Linked DNA regions of Mus musculus: region 1 is linked to region 2. The links are chromatin contacts, called in public Hi-C maps. All regions are on one chromosome and are shown on one strand. Each heading gives the region's core, a stretch centred on a gene start, on an enhancer-like site or on the middle of the called end of the contact. The rest is flanking DNA. Distances are from core to core; before and after follow the strand shown.

What was found. A called contact is a pair of places that touch in the nucleus more often than the background predicts.
Region 1: a contact with region 2 is called in a Hi-C map of granulocyte-monocyte progenitors, with 2.5 times the contacts expected there. The contact joins the promoter of Plcb4 here to the enhancer-like site in region 2. A contact is called at or near these places in 5 of 39 promoter capture datasets (the 3T3-L1 cell line, cranial neural crest, frontonasal cranial neural crest and 1 more), 10 of 484 Hi-C or Micro-C datasets (Sertoli cells, adipose-derived mesenchymal stem cells, embryonic fibroblasts and 6 more), 5 of 115 datasets of contacts at active chromatin or transcription factors (astrocytes, embryonic basal ganglia, forebrain and 2 more) and 2 of 9 other capture datasets (embryonic stem cells and pancreatic islet).

The regions. Positions count from the first base shown.
Region 1 is chr2:135,658,189-135,662,667 of GRCm38.p6, reverse strand. It overlaps Plcb4 (phospholipase C, beta 4), which reads right to left and starts at 3,121. Exons shown (of 39, transcript NM_001355153.1): 1 at 2,938-3,121.
Region 2 is chr2:135,361,563-135,365,676 of GRCm38.p6, reverse strand. It overlaps Plcb1 (phospholipase C, beta 1), which reads right to left. Exons shown (of 32, transcript NM_001145830.1): 25 at 3,240-3,293; 26 at 690-909. Among named protein-coding and RNA genes, the nearest start is that of 4930545L23Rik, 150 kb to the right of the region's middle. Within about 2 kb of position 2,541, at least 2 of the 459 cell types and tissues checked have an H3K27ac peak or open chromatin away from gene starts, as enhancers often do. A contact at or near this core is called in granulocyte-monocyte progenitors, where this site is marked.

The DNA.
Region 1 (4,479 bases), core at 1,872-4,371, 300 kb before region 2:
CTTGCAAACAAGGCTAACATTTGAACTTGAGCAGTAAAACCAGGTGCCTGTCAGCCTAGGGGATGTCCTTATTTCTCACAAGGTGATTACATCTCCTCCACAGACTCCTTCACTTAGGAAGTGAAAAGTAACTGTTTACAAACTGCAGTCTGGCTGTGCACTACCAACAGTGATCAGCAAATATCCTCAGGATTCTTGACCTCATTCTAAGTATCAGAAGCAGCGCATCTTGCTTTTATGGAACTCACCAAGATCTGGTTTTCAAAGCATGTGTCATCCCTGATAGTAAGCAAGCAGTGGAACTGGTCACAAATGACACGAAACGAGTCCTAGTGTGCCTCACAATTTTCATTATCAAGTAATATTTCCCCAAAGTAGCTGAGTTCACTAACAAGGCATTTGTTGAAAGTGTGAAAATTACAAAAACTATTCCTTTCTATAGCACTATTACCTAACTGCTCTGGTCCAAATATATGTAATTTGTTTGCAACTGAAGACTTTAAAATTTAAAAAAAAAAAAGTGGCAGCTAATTATTAACTTTATAAAAATCCACCAATTCATCAATTCTGGCATTTGGGTTTTGCCTGCTGCACCTAAAAAACTGGGGGTGACAAACAAGACACTGTTCCCAGAAGCTTATATCCCAGCCTGTCACAACATAACATGCCACTGTGATGGGTTCACATACAACATCACAATCGTGTATAAACCCGATTTCATATGAAGGGCAGGTAGGCAGGAACGCAAGGCAATCATTTAGTCATTCAATTCCCAGTGAACCAAAATCGAAAACAAATTAGTAGTAGCCTAAGAAAATAGCACGTTCACTAGGGCTGCCAATGATGTACCATGTTGTACAAAATCAGCAGTATAAATTGATTTACAAGCAGCTAGATTCTTGGAAAGAGGATAAACAAATATATTAGCAGCACCAGCACCCATTGGTCTCTATTGGGGATGGGATGAAAGGTTTCAAGGGTGATACAAACCTTTAAACTCCACTTCTTAAAAAGCTCTTTTGAAAGCTTTAAGGGTTTTTCCTTTCTTTTTTTTTTTTAATTCCCATATTTCCCTATCAGCTATGAAAGTAAGCACGAAGCCTGGATTCCGAGGCATGTAAGTTTTAACATCATTCACATTTTAAAAGATACAAATATAAAGCTCGGAAAAGAGAATATTTCAGCACAAAGCCCTCCTGCGTGGGTGTGCATTTGTAAAGTAAAAGTAGAATTATTCCAACAGATGTAAATGTGCTCTCTGTGATCAAATGGAGTCTTTTGAAATTCTGTTTTGACAGTTACTTGTAAAACAGCATTTCCACAGCGATTAATTCAGAGCTGGTAGTGATATCATCAAAGCTAAATCAAAACTAAGTTCTGATGGCTGAGTAATAAAAGCGGGGAGGGGGCAGGGGAGCAGAGCACACTTGGGAGGCCAACACTCAGCCCTCTGCAGCACACTGTTACATGTGAAGATGCACTCCTTCTGTCAAACCAGTTTCACCAACATAAAAACGCTCAGAAAGTGAAATTCCATTTTAAAAGTAATTTTTTCTTACACGAGGTTCTCCCCAAGACACCAGTCATGTATTAAATGTCTACAGTGTAAAAAAAAAAAATAGATGATATAATAGATCAATACACCAGTTGAAAACTATGCAAGACTGTTCTGTGGGGGAAAAATTCGAGATTACATAACACAGTCAGTCAGGGATTACACCACAAAATCCTAGTGAGAGGAATTTCTCATCCTCTGTATCACTCTGCAACTTAGGATATTAAAGTTTGAAGGGTTCAAAATATTCGGTTCTCAGTTCAAACACATCTTTAAAAACATCAGTCTTAAAAATACTAAAAGGATTAAGTTGAAATTTTACACACACACACACACACACACACACATCTTCCTACCCTAAAGAGTAGTTCTTCACTTTCTGAGATCCTGGGAGTCCACCCAGGTAAAAAGTCACTGGTTGCTCTTCCTGGTCATCTTTATTTTATGGTCTGATTTTTCCTTAAAAGAGAAATTCAATTTTTTTCAAAGCATTATACACCTGCCTGTGCATGGACTTTACTGCTAGCCATGTTTATTCAACACATTATCTCCACCAATGGATAATTTAAATTTATGGACCACTATGCATCCCACTTCTACTTCAAAAGATGGCGACTGTCCATGAATGTTTTGCCCCAAATTAAATCTCAAGCCCCTTGCTTTAGAGAAATAGGAAGAAGCACTATAGAAGTTTAGGGTTATTTTTTTAAAGTCATATCTCAAATGCATGCATATTTGTGGAATATAAGACATTTGCCTTTCTAGAAATGCTGGCTTTATAACTCTAGAGTTGTTCAATTGGAAAATTCTGTGTTTTCACACTTAGATTCAGTAGTTTACTGAGTCTAAACTCAAAAATTGTACAATATAGACAATTTCTAATTGACTAAGAAAAAACAACTTTAAACTTCTGAAAATAAAGCAATGTTCTTTTACATGCTTTTAGGAGGCCCAGATACTGTCCTGAAGGAGCGCTTAGCCTGTCAGTGTCAACTGGAAACGGTCTATCATTCGTAAGCTGTCCCCAGAAGACGCTGAAGATGCACACGCACACACATTTACATGCGTTGCACAGTGCCAACTATTTCCAACCAAAATAATCATATACACGTCGAGCCGAGCTATTTCTAGCGCAGAAGAGGGTGAACGTCCGGGTAGGCAGAGGAAACCCAGTAGCAGATGATTGCCGGAGAGGCGGGTGGCGGCGGGGTCCCCTGCCTCCCGCGCAGGACGCCTCGCACCCCGCACCTGCACCGGGTCCCCGGCAGGGCAACCGGGGGCGCGCGCGCGCGTCCGGGACGCACCCGCGGGAAGCCGAGTAGCCCGGCGGGCTGGGAGCGGCGGGAGCATCCCCGGGCGGGACCCAAAGCGCCTTCTCCTACCTGTCACTTCCAGGCGAGTCGCTGCCGGGGATGCGGCCACCGCCGCCTCCGGGAGCCCCGCTGTGTTCGCGCGCGCGCGTGTGAGTGTCTGTGTGTGTGTGTGTGTGTGTGTGTGTGTGTGTGCGCGCGTGTGAGAGCCTGTTTGCGGCGCGGCTCCTGAGCCGCTCGCGCGCCGCCACCCCCTCCCCGCCGCCGCGGCCGCCGAGCCCCTCCGGCGCCGCCCCGCCCTCCGCCGCCTCCGCCCCCCACCGGCCAGCGCCTCCCCGCTGCGCTCACCTCGGCCGCCCGCTGCCCAGGGCGCCGCCCGCCCGCCGCTCCCGCCGAGCCGGGCCCCGTGCGGCCCCGGGCCCGCCGCCCCTACTCCCGGCCGCGACGCTGCCTCTGGAGCCCAAGCCGTCGCCTCGCAGCCCCAACCTGCCGGGCTACGGAGCATGCCCAGTGCGGCGCCCGGCGGGGCTGGGGGTGGACCGGGGCCGCGCGGGCCGGCCGGGGTGGGGGTTGGCTGTCCCGGGGTCGCCGCCGCCGCCTTCCCGGTGCAGGGTCTGGGCGCGCGCCCGTGGGGACTGAGCTGAGCCAGCAGCGGGACACCACGCGCCGCTGGCCACGGACTCAGCGGGTGCCCGGCCCGGGAGGAGGGGGTGCGAGCCAGCCAGAACCGGGAGCGGGGAGCGGGAACTGCGCTTTCGTCTATGTTACATTGAACAAACACGGAGAGCTTGTACACTGCAGCAGGCACTGTGAGACAGGGATTTTATTCATTCAGCCCGAAAAACAATCTGCCGGAGGAAGTACTACAACGGGCTCACACTGAGCCAGAAAGTGATTTCCAAAGTCTTCCCCCAAGTGATCCTGAGACGTGCACCCCACTCCACCCCCCCCCCCCAGACTTCGGTTCCAGGGATGCTGGGGATCGCTGTGGCCAGCTCTCCTTGTCCTTTGAACCGACACCCGGGTGCCCGAAGTCCTGCTGAGGCGGCCTGGCCATGTGCATCCAGCGTCACCCTTTGTGGAGACCCTACACTGGAGCCGCTCCGGAACTCCCCGAGGGCTTCCTCCTACCGAGGCCACTCGGCTTCCTCCCTCTCCTGCCTGGCGGCGGCCACCAAAACCCGGAGACGTGGCACCTGCGCACTGGGGACTGGGGCCCATGCTGGCGGCTGAACTGGGCATGCTCAGCTGCCTGAACTGGGCTGGCGGGTCAAGAGGAAAGGGGTCGGTTTAGAGGTTAGCTTAAAAAAAAAATGGAGAAGAGGGCAGAAGTGTAGGCACAAAGGAACAGTCCAGGCACCGTGGATACAGCAGTTGAAAACCCCAAAGTGTCGCACCCTTCGTTCATTCTGGCCGTTTCAGCATGGATAGAAAGAAAATAACCACCAAAAGTTGATCAACTAGTGTGATGTGTGATGGTACATGCCTGTAATCCCAGTTAGTTTACAGAGCAGCCTAAACTATACAGTCGGTTCAAGACCAACCTGAACCCTGTCTCAAAACGAGAAAGAAAAAAATAATTTACCAATTTAAGGGAGATGGACTGAGAGCTAC
Region 2 (4,114 bases), core at 1,292-3,791:
CTGCATATTTGCTGTTTAAGGGTAAAATTGTATACAATCATTGAATTATCCACAGGGCACAAGAAACAAAATAATAATATTACTCAATAGCTATGCTAGACTTGCTTCTCTCTGCCACATTCTGAGTGCTTTGAGTATATGAGAGATGTACTGTGAGAGCCCCAGACCCCAGGATATCTGTCAGGCCATTACGGGTTTCAGGCATCAAAAGAAAGTTGAAGCTTCTCCTTCCTCATGGTAAACAGTCTGTTCAACTCGATTCTAGGTACATAAGAACTCCATACCCACACTTTGGCAGCTGCTATGGTGTGTGGGGATGGTGTGGGGTAGGGGTGGGGGCATCAGGGACCCGATATCTGAGCCAAGAGCTAGTGCTCTGGAAGCATAATTGTATATCTACCCCAGAATTTGTTCAAATGAAGAAATCCATACCCAAAGTACTAGCTATGCCAAGACCAGAGAAAGAAGGGTCACAGGAATTCAGCCAGCCAAGACTAGCCTGGAAAGCGGGGAGGGGAGAAGAGAGGGAAGGTAGGAAGGAGGGAACTAAATTTAGCTTATAAGCAACTGTGAACTGAAAATACTCAAGAAGGGCAGGGTGGAGCCTGTGGAGTGACTTTGCTCCCTGTGGCATCACAGCATATAAACCATCAACCCCCCGCCAGGGCAGCATCTCTTTATGGACTCACTTCTTCTTGCTGTCCTTTTTGGCGGACTTCTCCAAGGCTGCCCTCCTTCTCAGGTAGTCATTCTGAATCTCGTTGTACTTGGTCGTGTGCTCCTTAATGAGCTCCGTGGTTTTCTTGTGGTGTCTCTTCACCAGGTCTTTCATTTCTTTGTAGTGTTTCTTTTGAAGTTTCACGAACGATTTCTGTTGCTTGAGCTCTTCGATGGTTTGCGCCTCTACTTCTGCAACAGAGGAGCGTTAGGAGCTGAGTGACAGAGTGGCTGAGAGTCCAGGGGTAGGGACAGTGGCATCCTGTTCAGAGAGGAACAGCTTATTCCTTCCAAGAGTGGCTGAAGAGCACAGCCTAGATGTCAGAACTGTCAGTAAACTGCTCTGGCCACTAGCTAACGACTGTGCTAACAAAACATTGCAGAGAGCGAGTTCCTTCTTTGGGGCTTTAAGTTTGGTTTTCCCAGAAGGAGAGTCTAGAATGGGGATTTGTGTGCCTGTGGCTCCTTGTGAGCTGAGGAGAGGGAAAGTAGATCAGCAGTGGAAACAACCAAGCAAAAGCACGCACATCAATTTCAGTATGACTTCTGAACAATCCTACGAGAACCCAAGGTGTGCATGGCACACCGGGTCTGGTCTCCCCATGAAGGCCAGCTTCTTGTGAATTTGGGATGATCAAAAGAAGATTTCCCTTTATATAGAGGAAAATTCTGCAGAGAAGCAGAGTTAATAACCTAGCCTCACTATGCCCGGGAACAGAACATATCACATCAGAGGAAAATGGAGCAGGCCCCAACTTCATCCTTCTTAGGGATGATGGCATTTCTACTAAAGGCTGGTCTGATGGTTAAATAAAATAAAAATCATGGAAAGTGTTTTGTTGTTTTTGGTACCATGCCTTAGATCAGTGGTTCTCAACCTTCCTAATGATGTGGACCTTTAATTTTTCATGTTGTGGTAATCCCCAACCATAAATTGTTTTTTGCTGCTACTTCATAACTATAATTCTGCTACTGTCATGAATCATAATGTAAATATTTCTAGAAATGGAGGTTTGCTGGAGGAGTCATGACCCACGAGTTGACAGCCACTGCTAAAGCGACTTAGCAAATGATCACACAGGTTCAGCGTCATTCAGGGGATGCACTGACAAGGGACACACCGTAGGTTTCTCCCTACATATCAGGGGATATGACAGTCAGGTGTGCCAAGAAAGTGTCCTTTAATCTAACTTTCACAAAGGCTCCAGCAGGGCTAGGGCCACCTGTATGACTGTAGTGTTTTATCCAATGTTGAGGAAAAAAATGGTCAATGTGACAAAGTCTGATCTTAAATCACTACATAGGCACACTCCATCACTTCTATAATAAGCATTTGTAAAATGAGTTCTCACTTCTGAAGTCAAGATCCCACACTAGCTTCTCTATTGCTTTCTCTAGAATTACAAGAATGGGGTTTTGGGGAGCCTTTCAATGTATGGTGTCTCAACTTCAATGAATTATCATTTATTTGGACCCAGCTAAGTCAGAGTTCACATGTTTCCATTTCTTGATTTGAACTTTCTGTTTTAGGAACAACACCACAAAAGATACCATAAATATTTGGAACTGTCAAGAGGTTCAGAAATAATATATATCAGAAACCATAGCAAACCTGGATAGAAACGGGCTGTGCATAAACAGGGAAGCTGGAATGGTAATTTCTGTTGCTAAACACCAAGGCCTTTAAACAGTGCTTCCTTCTCTTACTGTGTGTCTGTCCTGACAACTACTTTTTCTTCTTATTGAAGGAAGAAGTTGTGGAGAGAACTAGATACATTTATTTAACAGTTTCCCTCAGGTTCAAACTGACTTCAGACAGTTGCGTAATAATGGCTGCATTAAGAATTTATAATCCTGAGAAACTTCTGCATTTTCTGGTAGCCGATTCCACCTCATGAGAACCTAGAACATGAGCCACAAACAGTCTAGAAACAGAACTCCCCGTGCTCCAACCCTCTAAGAAAAAGACAGTCTAACCTGTCTTTGAAAAAGCCTCCGGGTAAAAGACTATCCCTTGGGAATATCCCCAAATGTAAAAAGTAATGCTCATCTGCATAAAGACACATATCACTAATGGGTGAACTGTTCAGAGATAGCCACAGATAGGGTGCGGTGCAGACCCTGTGTGTATACACTTGCAGATTTTTAGATAACATTTCAGTATCTTGTTTTCTTCATCAGCATTGTATTGCTTCCCATGGAAGCCCTTTAAAAACGTGCTTTGTTGCCTTGTAAGTTCTTCATAATTTCTAGGAATGATTTATGTATTTTTGGTGAAATATAGCTGTGTGGATAAAGTTTACATATCCCCAATCTGCAGCCCTGCACATTCTTGCAAAGCTGACACGTTTCAGTCATGGTAAACACCAGGGAAAAGGCAGAGGACTGCCAGGAGCCGTGACATCTTCTGGAAACTGTCCCTGACTAGGTGTAATCCAAGGCCGGGTTTCTTCTCCCCTCTGTACACTTACTGTGCAATGTTCATGTGGCAAATTCCATGAGGAAAAATGGTTTATGCTCACCTGTTAACACGCTCTGGATCAGATCTTCTGTTTTGGCAGGTGCCTTCACAGACCCTGCAACCAAAAAGATCAAAGAGATGGCCTTCTTTATCTTCCAAATTTCTATCTCATTTTCCAAGCATGTTTGTGGATGGAGGTGCAGCCCCGGGGTAGAAGAGCACTTGGCCATCTGGGTTTCATCTCCAGGACTGGGGGGGTCCTGCCCCTGTGCCCCCAAATTCTAAGTCTCTTTAGAGAGATGGCTAAAAAGTTGTAGAAAGTTGTTTACAACATAATTACAGTAAAACCTCTTTAGTTTGTAACTTGGATTCAATGCTATGCTGATGAGTAACTACGGGCATTCTCCATAGATAGGGAGACATCCCTCTACTTGAACCAAAACAAGAAATTCAATCTCAGCAATACTACTGCCACCTTCTGGCAAGATCAGGAATGACATGATTAAAGAGTGAATGCTGACCAAAGACCAATCAACTTCATGATCACTGTGCCAAGTGTGAGGTGTAACAGGTATTACACACCCTCAAAATGCTTCTACACAGAGGAGTGGGAAGCAAAACTTTCAGAGGGAAGCCATTTTGACCTAGGGTTGGGACATGGCAACATTACCTGTCCCCACCAAGATGCATTAAGAAGGGCACAGCATCAAAACAGAAGCCCAGATTAATGACAAGAAAACATTGAGGCAGCTCAAAGGAAGCAAGGGACATTTTGAAAAATAATAAAATATCAGGGGTATGAGAAACAAGAGAGAGTTGGGAGCTGTTACAGAAGGAAGGTGATCGTGGAGACATGATGAGCAAGTGCTCTCACTGTGGGACCCTGGGTGCAAATCTAGGACAATCAATAGACCCTGGTGCAAGGCAGGCCAAGCT